Regions from separate parts of the Rattus norvegicus genome. Here regions 1 and 3 are each linked to region 2. Evidence: chromatin contacts called from public Hi-C data. All regions are on one chromosome and are shown on one strand. The core of a region is the stretch at or near the end of the contact, and the rest is flanking DNA. Distances in the headings are between cores, read along the strand shown.

The links. A called contact is a pair of places that touch in the nucleus more often than the background predicts.
Region 1: a Hi-C map of the A7r5 cell line shows a contact between it and region 2, with 5 times the contacts expected there. The contact joins the promoter of Thbs1 here to the enhancer-like site in region 2. A contact is called at or near these places in 2 of 12 Hi-C or Micro-C datasets (the A7r5 cell line and the Rat2 cell line).
Region 3: a contact with region 2 is called in a Hi-C map of the Rat2 cell line, with 2.6 times the contacts expected there. The contact joins two enhancer-like sites. A contact is called at or near these places in 2 of 12 Hi-C or Micro-C datasets (the A7r5 cell line and the Rat2 cell line).

Annotation. Positions count from the first base shown.
Region 1 is chr3:125,508,166-125,511,530 of GRCr8, forward strand. It overlaps Thbs1 (thrombospondin 1), which reads left to right and starts at 2,085. Exons shown (of 22, transcript NM_001398940.1): 1 at 2,085-2,267; 2 at 2,805-2,899; 3 at 3,150-3,365. The coding sequence starts at 2,833. It overlaps LOC134486137 (a long non-coding RNA gene), which reads right to left and starts at 3,150. Exons shown (of 2, transcript XR_010064872.1): 1 at 2,491-3,150; 2 at 1,132-2,296.
Region 2 is chr3:125,022,494-125,025,869 of GRCr8, forward strand. No RefSeq gene overlaps it. Among named protein-coding and RNA genes, the nearest start is that of Rasgrp1, 340 kb to the left of the region's middle. Within about 2 kb of position 1,653, at least 6 of the 93 cell types and tissues checked have an H3K27ac peak or open chromatin away from gene starts, as enhancers often do. A contact at or near this core is called in the A7r5 cell line, where this site is marked.
Region 3 is chr3:125,279,818-125,283,187 of GRCr8, forward strand. No RefSeq gene overlaps it. Among named protein-coding and RNA genes, the nearest start is that of Thbs1, 230 kb to the right of the region's middle. Within about 2 kb of position 1,819, at least 8 of the 93 cell types and tissues checked have an H3K27ac peak or open chromatin away from gene starts, as enhancers often do. A contact at or near this core is called in the A7r5 cell line, where this site is marked.

The DNA.
Region 1 (3,365 bases), core at 835-3,334, 490 kb after region 2:
CTCCCATAATGCCTCATCCAAAAGGTGTGGAGGAGGTCAAAACTTGTGTTGTCATTGTCGTTGTCAAAGAAGCCAAGCGACAAGCTGTCCTCACCCCTTAGTCTGGGCAGTCCGTGGCCCTAAAGGGCAGAGCCTGACTGAACCAGTTCCATCAGCAAAGTGTAGCTGGGTCTGGGAAAGTGGATGGGTTTACACGGGGAGAGAAGCTCTTGCCTGTGGGCTCTTACATTCATCTCTGTGGTACAAAATTCAAGAGGAAAGAGGATCTCAAGGCCAACCCTCCCAGAGCAGTTAGCTCCTAAGGTCCCTGCCGGAAGAATTAGTGCTGAGCAGAATATTTAAAGCAATCACCTTTCGCAGAGCAAAGGGACTGAGGAAGGAACTGGAAGGGACTGGAAGGGAAGAACTAGCCTGGCTGCTGATCCCCAATCTTCAGATTGTGCAGCTGAGTCAGTCTGTGACTTCGAGGACAGGAATCTAGTTTGACTAATCAACCAGTAGAAACTTTTACTCCTGGCTCTGAATTTCTGAAGTCTAATAAACAAACACATCTTGGGAAATACTTAGCTACAAGAGGCACTAGCTGAGTAGCTGTGTACCCTGAGTAACTAGGAAACACTCTGTAAGTCCCTCCTTATGTGTACACACACATACCACACGCACACACTCACGCACCTTGTCACAGAACACTCCCACACGAAGAAAGTGAAATTGCTGTGTGATGAGCATAAAGTCGTGGGTGTTTCCAAGATTTGGGAGTCCAGCCAGGTGGAACTGATAAGGGGAGGGAGCCCCAACAGATCCTCAGTCTGCCCCCACCCTGATTCTGCCAAGATCCTTATTTGGTGATGCTTTTACCTGGGTCCCTGGACTCAGAGCCAAGCCTGTTCATGCAGGGCCACAGCTGGAGAAGCGTCGCTGCTGACGTCCCTTCCCAAAGAGATGAATGGAATTCCAGGAAGCTAGAGTCATCTTGGCTTGGGACCGGTGGCATAGAGACCAGACTTCAGAGACAAAGCATCAAGAGCAGGCTACTCATGGAAAAGTGTATATTCACAGAAATGTAAACCACACCTCTGTTTTGGGAGCCGAAAATGAAAAAAAGAAACGTTTAGGGAGAAAGACAGGAAATAAAATAATAGGCAGAGAGCAATTTATTACTCTATGGGTCCGTTCTGTAAATAGTGTAAGATCCTGGAGCCAGGTGGTTCAGCAAATTCTCCAATCTGGAGTCACGTTAAGAAACACGAGTGGTCACAAAACTGTTTTTCAAAACATAATTTCAGTTTGCCTTGAGGGTGCTAGATACAAATTTGCTTTCTTAAAACGCGGCTAAAAAACTTCGCAAGGATCCCCTAAATCAGAATACATATACCGCCCCCAAGCGGCCATCTGGGGAAGCACAGAAGAACTGGGGAAGAACTCTGGAGTTGGGAGAATGGGAAGGCGACCTCGGTGCACCGTCCTGCTGATCCAGCGCAACACCGCACTGCCACCCTTAGTGAGTCAGAAGGAAGGCTATCGTGCGGGGCAGGAGTGGAGCGCGAAGTATAGATGACAAGGGATCCCCCACCCACCAGCATAGACCCAGGAGGCAGCTTCTTTTAAGAAGTCCGACCTTTTGCCCTTTTATTTTTAAACCAGACTGTCTCGATCCCCAAGCGTCTCCATCATCGAAGTATGCAAGGAGACGGGCTTTAGTGAAAGATACCCTAAAGGGTCTTAGTTGGTCCCCAAAGGAGCATCTTGTCTGGGGTCCCTCAGGCGGAAGGTCTCCAGCTCGCGTGGCGCAAGATCCTAAGGGCTGAGTACGCCAAGGCTGTGTGGGCGGAGACCTATTTTTCTGAGAAGTTCCAGGGCTCCTGTGCGGGATCGGAGTCTTCCCCTTCACTTTCAGCCGGCGAGCTTCGCGCCAGGCAGCAGGGGGCGGAGAGAGGAACCCGTCCCCCGTCCCCTCCCCCCTCCCGTTCCGTGTGCCCCCCCCCGCCCCCTCACTCCCCCCGCACTCCCCCCCCCCCGCTTCCTGCCCATTGGCCAGGAATGCGGGAGCCTCTTTAAAAGGTCCAGGGATCCTCAGTCGAGCCAGCCACTGCCTGGAGTCAGCCAGCCTCATCGGACTTCTGCAGGCACTCGCGACGCAACTACCCAGTCCTGCCACGGTCTATCCGGCCGCACCAGCAATCTCAGCGTCTTTACCGGACTCGAAGTCCTTGTCCTTCACTTCGCCTTCTCCACCACTCCGGGCTGCTGAGCTCCGGTGCACACAGGTAAGCCTTCTCCCGCCTCTGCTGAGCACCTGGCCGACCAACCCAAAACCCCAGGCTGCAGACAATCGGAGAGACTCCCCATCTCCCACTCTCCCCCTTCTGGTTTTCCTTACTGTCCCTTATCCTGCCCCATCTATCCGCTGGTAAGAACTTGGCGGAATTGGTTCTCTCCAGCCTTAGGGTTCACCAACTTTACCTCCAAGACACTCCAAGATTTTCTTACCAAGTAGTCCCCAGGTTGCTCCTGACTTTTGCCATCCTTCTCCCCAGGTACATTCTGTATTCTTGTCTAAGAGAACAAGAAAAAGCCCAAGTCACTTTACGCCCTTCGTCCTGGAACACCAACAGTCCCCTGCCTCTGGCACTCTTTTTATACTGGATACCATCTGGAAAGTAAATGGGGCCAAAGAGCGCGCGCACACACACACACACACACACACACACACACACACACACACACACACACACGCTCACACCTCTGCCCTACTACCTTGCTTCCTGGTCTCTAACTCAGTCCTCCTGTGCTTCTTGCTACAGGCTCCGCGTTGGGCACAAAGGCTCCACCATGGAGCTCCTCAGGGGACTAGGCGTCCTGTTCCTGTTGCATGTGTGTGGAAGCAACCGCATTCCAGGTGAGTCTGTGATAAATCTCTCTCTCTCTCTCTCTCTCTCTCTCTCTCTCTCTCTCTCTCTCTCTCTCTCTCTCTCTCTCCCCGCCCCCCCGCAGGTGTATGCCTCCTGGGTTCTCCTTAAAATGTTTCCTGAGTCCAGGATGCAGCTCTCAGTATTCCCTACTTGCCAAGATTTCTCACTTTGGCCCCTCACGGCCAGGACTTTACACCCTTACACCTAGAAAGCCCATTGTCTTCTCTCGCCTTCCAGAGTCTGGGGGAGACAATGGTGTGTTCGACATTTTTGAACTCATTGGAGGTGCCCGCAAGGTTCCGGGTCGCCGACTGGTGAAGGGCCAAGATCTATCCAGCCCCGCCTTCCGGATCGAGAATGCCAACCTGATCCCCCCTGTGCCAGATGACAAGTTCCAAGACCTACTGGACGCTGTGTGGGCCGACAAAGGCTTCATCTTCCTGGCTTCCTTGA
Region 2 (3,376 bases), core at 403-2,902:
GTGATTACTGTCAGTTAACTTGTTTCTAACTTCTCCTGTAAGAACATCTGCTATTCTTTAAGTTACAATTTGATGGGGGTGGGGCATCAAGGGCATGCTGGTGTCCTCAGGCCTCAGGAGAACGAGATGGGATTATGAGCACATGGGCATCTTGAGATAAACGAAGACACCCTCTGTCTCAAGGGGTCAGGGGAGATACAATAGTAATTCAGGGGAGAGTCCCCCCATCTTGTCTTATTTGAGACTTTGTGTTCAACTTTGTACTAATGAGCTAACCAGAAATAAGGTCAGGTCTCACTCAGTCTTTTGAATTGTCTGTATAGCCCTGATGGTAGAAAGCAGGCTCATATATGTTACCTGTACTCTGGTAAATGCTTACACTTGTAGAAACCCTGGCCAGGCCCTTCAGGAAAGTGAAATATGAATCAGGGTGGTGGCAAAACAGTAATGAATTGGATCATTAGCACGTTCTCAAATGTCTGGTAATCTTTTTTAGCAATGGATTTCACAGTTGCTACATATGATCAGGAGTTGTGTGATTTCTGATTTTCTTACGAACTAGAGAACACCCATCTAGTTCACTCATAGGCTTCCAATGGTCGGCCAACAACAATTCATTTGACATTTCTCTGACTATGAAATGTAAGGCTAGGTTTTGGATGATTTCTGAAAGCATCAAGTGTGCTGTCTAAATCCAATCAACCACGAATCAGTGGATTCATGTCAACCTTCCTCCTTACCCTGTACTATGTCTGTTTCATCCAAAGAATTTCTTTCCTCCCAACAAGGTAGCATTAAGAGGTGGGACTTGCTGGGTCATGAGACTAGATTAGTTTCCTTACAAACGAGGTCTATGGAAGCTTGCTTCTTCACAATGTCAAAAACTTGTCAGCAGTCACCCTCTACAATTTAAAGAGCAAGCTCTCTTGGACAACTAATCTGCAGCACCTTACTCTTGGGCTCCCCAGCTTTCTGTTGTGTATAAACTATCCAAATTACAGCATTTGTTTTAACTCTCAAAATAGGCTGACACCCTGAATTTATAGGTTACAGGTTTGCCTGTGGTGGCTGATAAATTTTGTGCTTATCTCTGACTATCTGCCATATTTGTTTTGCCTCACTCTCCTCAATGCAGTTAGGAGGAGCTGCAAACAGTCCACATGAAAGACAGGACCCCTGATCTGGACTGGTAGGTAGCCATGAAGGTAGAGTGGTGTGTTGGACTGTCAACACAAGAGGCCAAATTCTCAGTATTTAATGCTTGGAGGGATGAAAGACAAGCTGTGTTTTTTTAGGTAGCTTGCTGGGTTTTGAAAACACTAACTCAGAATAGGGCTTTATAGAATACAAACAGATTTGAACATACATTCCACTAATCAGTTTTGCAAGATCAATGTTTTGTTTGCTCAGTGGGCTAGGGTCTTTCTTGTGATTTTGACCATGGCCCAGAGTAAAAGCTGTACCTAACATAATTGCAGGTTCCCACATTTAAATCCCCCAATTTTAAACATTTCATGAATTAATAATTTTTATACTAATAATTGCCCAGACTTTGCTGGAGAATGCTCTCATATTAAACATGGGCGAGTAAAAAGAGCTGTTAGACTTCCTTTTGGTATGGATCATAGAGTCACGGCAGGGAGTCATTCAACATGTTATTCACATGACTCAGAAGCCTTCTCATCCAGCTTCAGGAGGCACGGAGTAAGAATGTGATTCCATTTCGAGCTCATTATCAGCCCAATTATTGACTTTGTTAAGATACACAATTGCCCTAGGTCTGGTCTGCTGCCAACAGCCAGCAATTACCTACAATCTCCTTGGCATTTATGTCAAATATATCATGTGGTTTCTAAATTAAAACCATAGGAAACACAGGTAAAGGGGGCTATTGTGAAGGGTCTCATTGGAAAGATAGGTGAGTTATGATCCAGTTTCTCAGCAAGCTGGGTAGAGTGCAAATGCTAATCTTCTCTCCCTCTGGTCTTCAGTCAATGATGGATGTAACTTCAGGATTTAAGGAGCACTACACTGACTCTAAACTGTGTTCTGAAACATGAACTTCACATTTGTTAATAAAGTGTGGAAGAATTAAGAGTCCCGAGTGAAGGCTGTTATTGAACGTAAACTCTCACCATTTTCTAATTTTTTTCTCCAAATACTCAAACTCTGTTTTACATGGAAATATATTGCTTATGTACGCATAGGATGCTATATGAGACACAGAGCCTCATGACTCACCTTCTCAGCCTTTCCTGGAATTTCTATTGTTCTTTTACAGGACTGGGAAGTGCCTGTCCCAAAGCCAAGGATGTTTTCAACCTCTGGTTGGGATCATCAGGACACCAGCTGTTCTACAATTACATTAGAGGGTGGAAGAAAAATCCAATCAGAGCTGAAGTTGACCACGGGATGCAGAACTTTGCCGACAGTGAGTGCAGAATCCAGTCAACAAGTAGGCTACTCAGAGGTCAGAGGTGGAGTCCAGAGGTACAATGGAATCTCATTCTTCCCATGTTCTGTCTTTGGACTTTTCCTGGACACTTGCCAACCTGAAAATGGGTTCAGGCACTGGTTGTTCTGAAATATTTATGTTAAAAAGTTGATTTATGAGACTCATTTGACTATGAAAATCTGAGTGTGAAACCAGTCAACAAATCCATCCCCATAAGACATCAGAGGGTTCAATGCCCCCTGCTTGGTCCAGCAGCTCCCCCACAGTCACTTGAATTCATTCCTATGGGTGAAGATGCATGACTGCTCCTTTTACGAGCAGCCACAGAGGAGGGCTTTGCCATGCTAGGAAACTCACAAAGAACAAAGGAATTTGCCCCATGCCCGTGAGGACTTTAGATATAAAATACCAGCCTGTTTGGCTCAGGGGAAAGGTGCTGTAAGTTACAGTCCCTGCAGCCAAGTCTCCCCAGAAGCCTTTTGCTCAGTTTGACAGCTACCTTCCTGGTTATGTGGCTTTGTTCATTCGGCAGCCAGTTATCAGGACTTATCTGCATTGTTGGCATTCCTTCTGACCTGTGGCCTTTGTTCATTTGATAGGTATCTGATTGGGGGCAGGCATTAGTGGGGAGGAATGTCTAGATCTTGCTGACTTTGACAAGTGAGAGCTGAAGTAGCAGGCTTCCTCTCCAGAGAGAAATCTGTGCCCACTGTTGTGAGGGTCCTGTTAGGCACTGTGAGGAATGGGAAGGGAAGTGATTCCTGGGACACACTCTAGCAGTGGATACTTAAGAAAATCTTTCCCCATGCACTTCCTGTGTTTAGCTAAAGGTGCAAGAGGAGACTGACAGGTGAGACAAAGAGTAGGAATGGAAAGGATGCGTTCAAAACATCTTCTTTCGTGTTAGGAAATTGTCCCCTA
Region 3 (3,370 bases), core at 569-3,068, 260 kb after region 2:
CACGTTTTGTTTGTTTGTTTGTTTGCTTGCTTGCTTCCTTTTTTTAAATTAGTAAAATGGAATTACCCTGTGTGCATTCTTTTTCCAACTGTTGGCATTTAGCCTAGGCTCTGCCCCACAGTTACCTGGCAATAGCCAGGTATGCCTGACTGTAAAAGGAGCTGCTCACCCTGTCCTCGCTCTCTTGCTCCAGCTCCTTAATCCTCTCCGTCCCCATTTCCCTCCCCCATCTCTCCACATTATCATGGCTACCTCTATGCTTCTCTCTCTCTCTCTCTCTCTCTCTCTCTTTCTCTCTCTCTCTCTCTCTCTCTCTCTGCCTTTCTCTTAACTCCCCTCCCTATGCCCTGAATAAACTCTATTCTATACTCTACCGCCCTGTGGCTACCTCAGAGGGGGAAGGAATGGCTCAGCATGGACTGGCAGAGGCATCCCCTTCCCCCACACCTTACTGCATCTCCATCAAACATATCTCTACTCTTTCTTTTTACAAAATACAACGCAGACCACTAAAAATACTTCCAAGGTTTGAGGCAGACTTCAGTAGTAATAGGCTGACACGTCGTAGTGAATTTCACGAAGCATCTTTTCTCTTCAATCTACAGAACATTTATGGCAAAATGAGGAGAAAATTTTCATTCTCTTTTGAGGAACCAATGTATTAATACCCACGTTGTTGCTGCCAATTGGAAACCCACTGCCATTTTATTCTTTTGGTTTTGAAATTATTTTATTTAACTTTTATTGAGCTGCTACCACTTGGTGTTATTTAAAAGTCAGAAAATGTTTTATCAGCTGTGTCACAAAGGCCAGATCATTTCTCAGCAATGTCACCAAAATGCAAAGGAAAGACAGGAGCCTTCTACTACATACCAAGACTGTGAGTCAATCGGCTATGCGGCACTGTAAGCTTAATGAGGCAGAGTGGAAATCACTGAAACAAAGGGCAGGCAGACTACAGACAGGAACTTTCAGCTGGAAAGAAACAGTCCGAAGTTGAAAGTTTTAAGATTCTATTTGGCAGCGTGAGTTCCACATGTGAGAGGGTAGCCAGGTCTGTTAGGATTAGCAAGGCATAGGTTTGAGTGTAAGGTCTTGAATGGTTAGAGAAACAAAGAAGCTAGGGAAAATGTAGTAAAATAAATGGAGAGCAGAGACTACATTCAGGTAGGAAAACGAAAAAATTGAAAACAACCCAGAAGATCTGAAGACCTATAAAAGGATTATTCTATATCTGGAGAACATGTCTAAGGCATATATAACTTTACTGCCATGCAGGCTGCTGTCCAATAGCCAATATTCCTCATGTGACCTAATAAATGTGCCCAAAGATAGCATTCTAAGCTACACAGAAAATACTGAAGCCCAGACATATGTTAATGCCAGTCCCTGGGCAGGCCAACCCTAAGGCAAAATATTCTGGAACACCTGGTTGGCCAGTAGACATTCTTTGACGGCAGCAGCCTGGGACCCAACGGGCATTTATTCCAGCCTCTCTGGTAGTTTCACACAGTAAGAAGCAATCAAATAATATTGGCTTCACTTTTCGAAGCATTGGTTTTGATCCACCTAAAAGGAAATGTTTGAGGGGAGAGATGGATGAGAGAAGTGACTGGGGATAATGTGTTTCACAGCTTAACATCAAATGTCACTGGAAAAATAGCCAGAAAGCAATTCAGAGTAAAAGTATTTGCCTTCTGGCTAAGTAGGCAGTACCTTTTTTATTGCAAAATGGAAATAAACAGTGTGGCTCATTTATACCATAAAAGGGCAAGCCACAAATAACCCAAATCCCAAAATAAAGGCATTGCCCAACATACTAAGACATGATTCAGAAATGTCTTGACTTTAGAGTTTCATCACTGATCATGACAATGGATGGGCAGGGGTTATGAATAAGTCAAAAGTCACAAGTAATCCAGAGCCAACACCAGAGAAGAACACTTACAGTCAATGCACTGTTCATCTTGCCCATTGTTTATTTGGCCACTGTCGTCCAATTCTCACAGTGCTTAGACATTAAAACCCATATCAGACCGGATGCCTTGACAAAATATATGTACAAACATATGTCCATACACGTGTGCATGCATAATAACAACATTCAAACTAAAACTAACTGAAAAGCACCTCTATAAATGTGTTCTATTCAATGAACAGTAATTTGCCAAAGGGAAAAATAAATTCAAGCGAGCAACACTTACAATAAACAAATGAAGAGCTGGCAGAGGAAAGGAAGAAATAACAATGGTTTCCACCCATCCACTGATTTAATAGTGCACTGAACAGCCACTACACTGGGCACTCCAGATAAAGAAGGAAAAAAAAAATGATCACCTAGAAAGAATGCGACAGATTCATCACTGTAGACTCCTCTGTGAAAACTGAAGTATTTGCATTAATATATTTTAAAAAATTATAAAGCCCCAATATCAGAGGCTTCTCAGACACTTTGTATCACTTAATCCTAAAATGTAGATGAAACCCTCAACCATGGGAAAACACAAAGTCATAAAGATTATGTTTGGGCAAAGACTTTTCCCGAGAAAAGGTGAGAGTAATGAACAATTGTTAGATGACTATTTACAACACTCTCCCTATTCTGAATAAAGTAAAGGTAATTGACTGAACATGTTTCCATGATTACCTAGCCTCCAAACATCTATATCCCTATGCCCCACATCTATATCCCTATGTCTGTCTCTCTTTAAAACAAGCCAAAGTGAGCAGAAAATGTCACCCACTGGAAGAAAGCATTTGAACCTTGAGCCAGTGGGGAACTTTCCAAATTCAGAGTATAAGACATGTGCAAGCTTCACAGGCACAGCCACAGCTATTAACATTTCAGGAAAAAAAGTATAAATGTGTGGGTCCCAGTGAGTAAAGTCTACTGTGTTCATTCGTTCTTCTGGCATAGATCTCCATGTGCGACGAAGATCGTTTGATGCTCTATTCCCTCGAGGAGGAAATAATCACGGAAATCAAATGAGCAAGGTAACTGACATTCCTACAAGTTCTTCACAGAACCCTAGCCTGAGCGATAGGATGGAGAGAGGTTATGGTTCAGGGAAGTCAAACTGAGAAATGAGACTTCCAGGATAGGGAGATGTGAGGCACAGTGTTTTAGCCCGGAAGAGAATAGTATAAGGGCAGGGGCTCTCGGTGGGAGTACATATAGATTATGCAGAAAGGAAGCAGTCGTGGCCAGAGGAGATCAGGAGCCACCTGGAGTGGAAAACAAAACAAAATGATGGGAAAACAAAATTGGATTTTGGGGCTAATCACCAGGGAACCCAGTGAGAGATTTTAGATAAGAAATTAAAGTCATCTCATTTCAGTAAATGGTTTTTGAAGCAGTTCCCAGAGCATC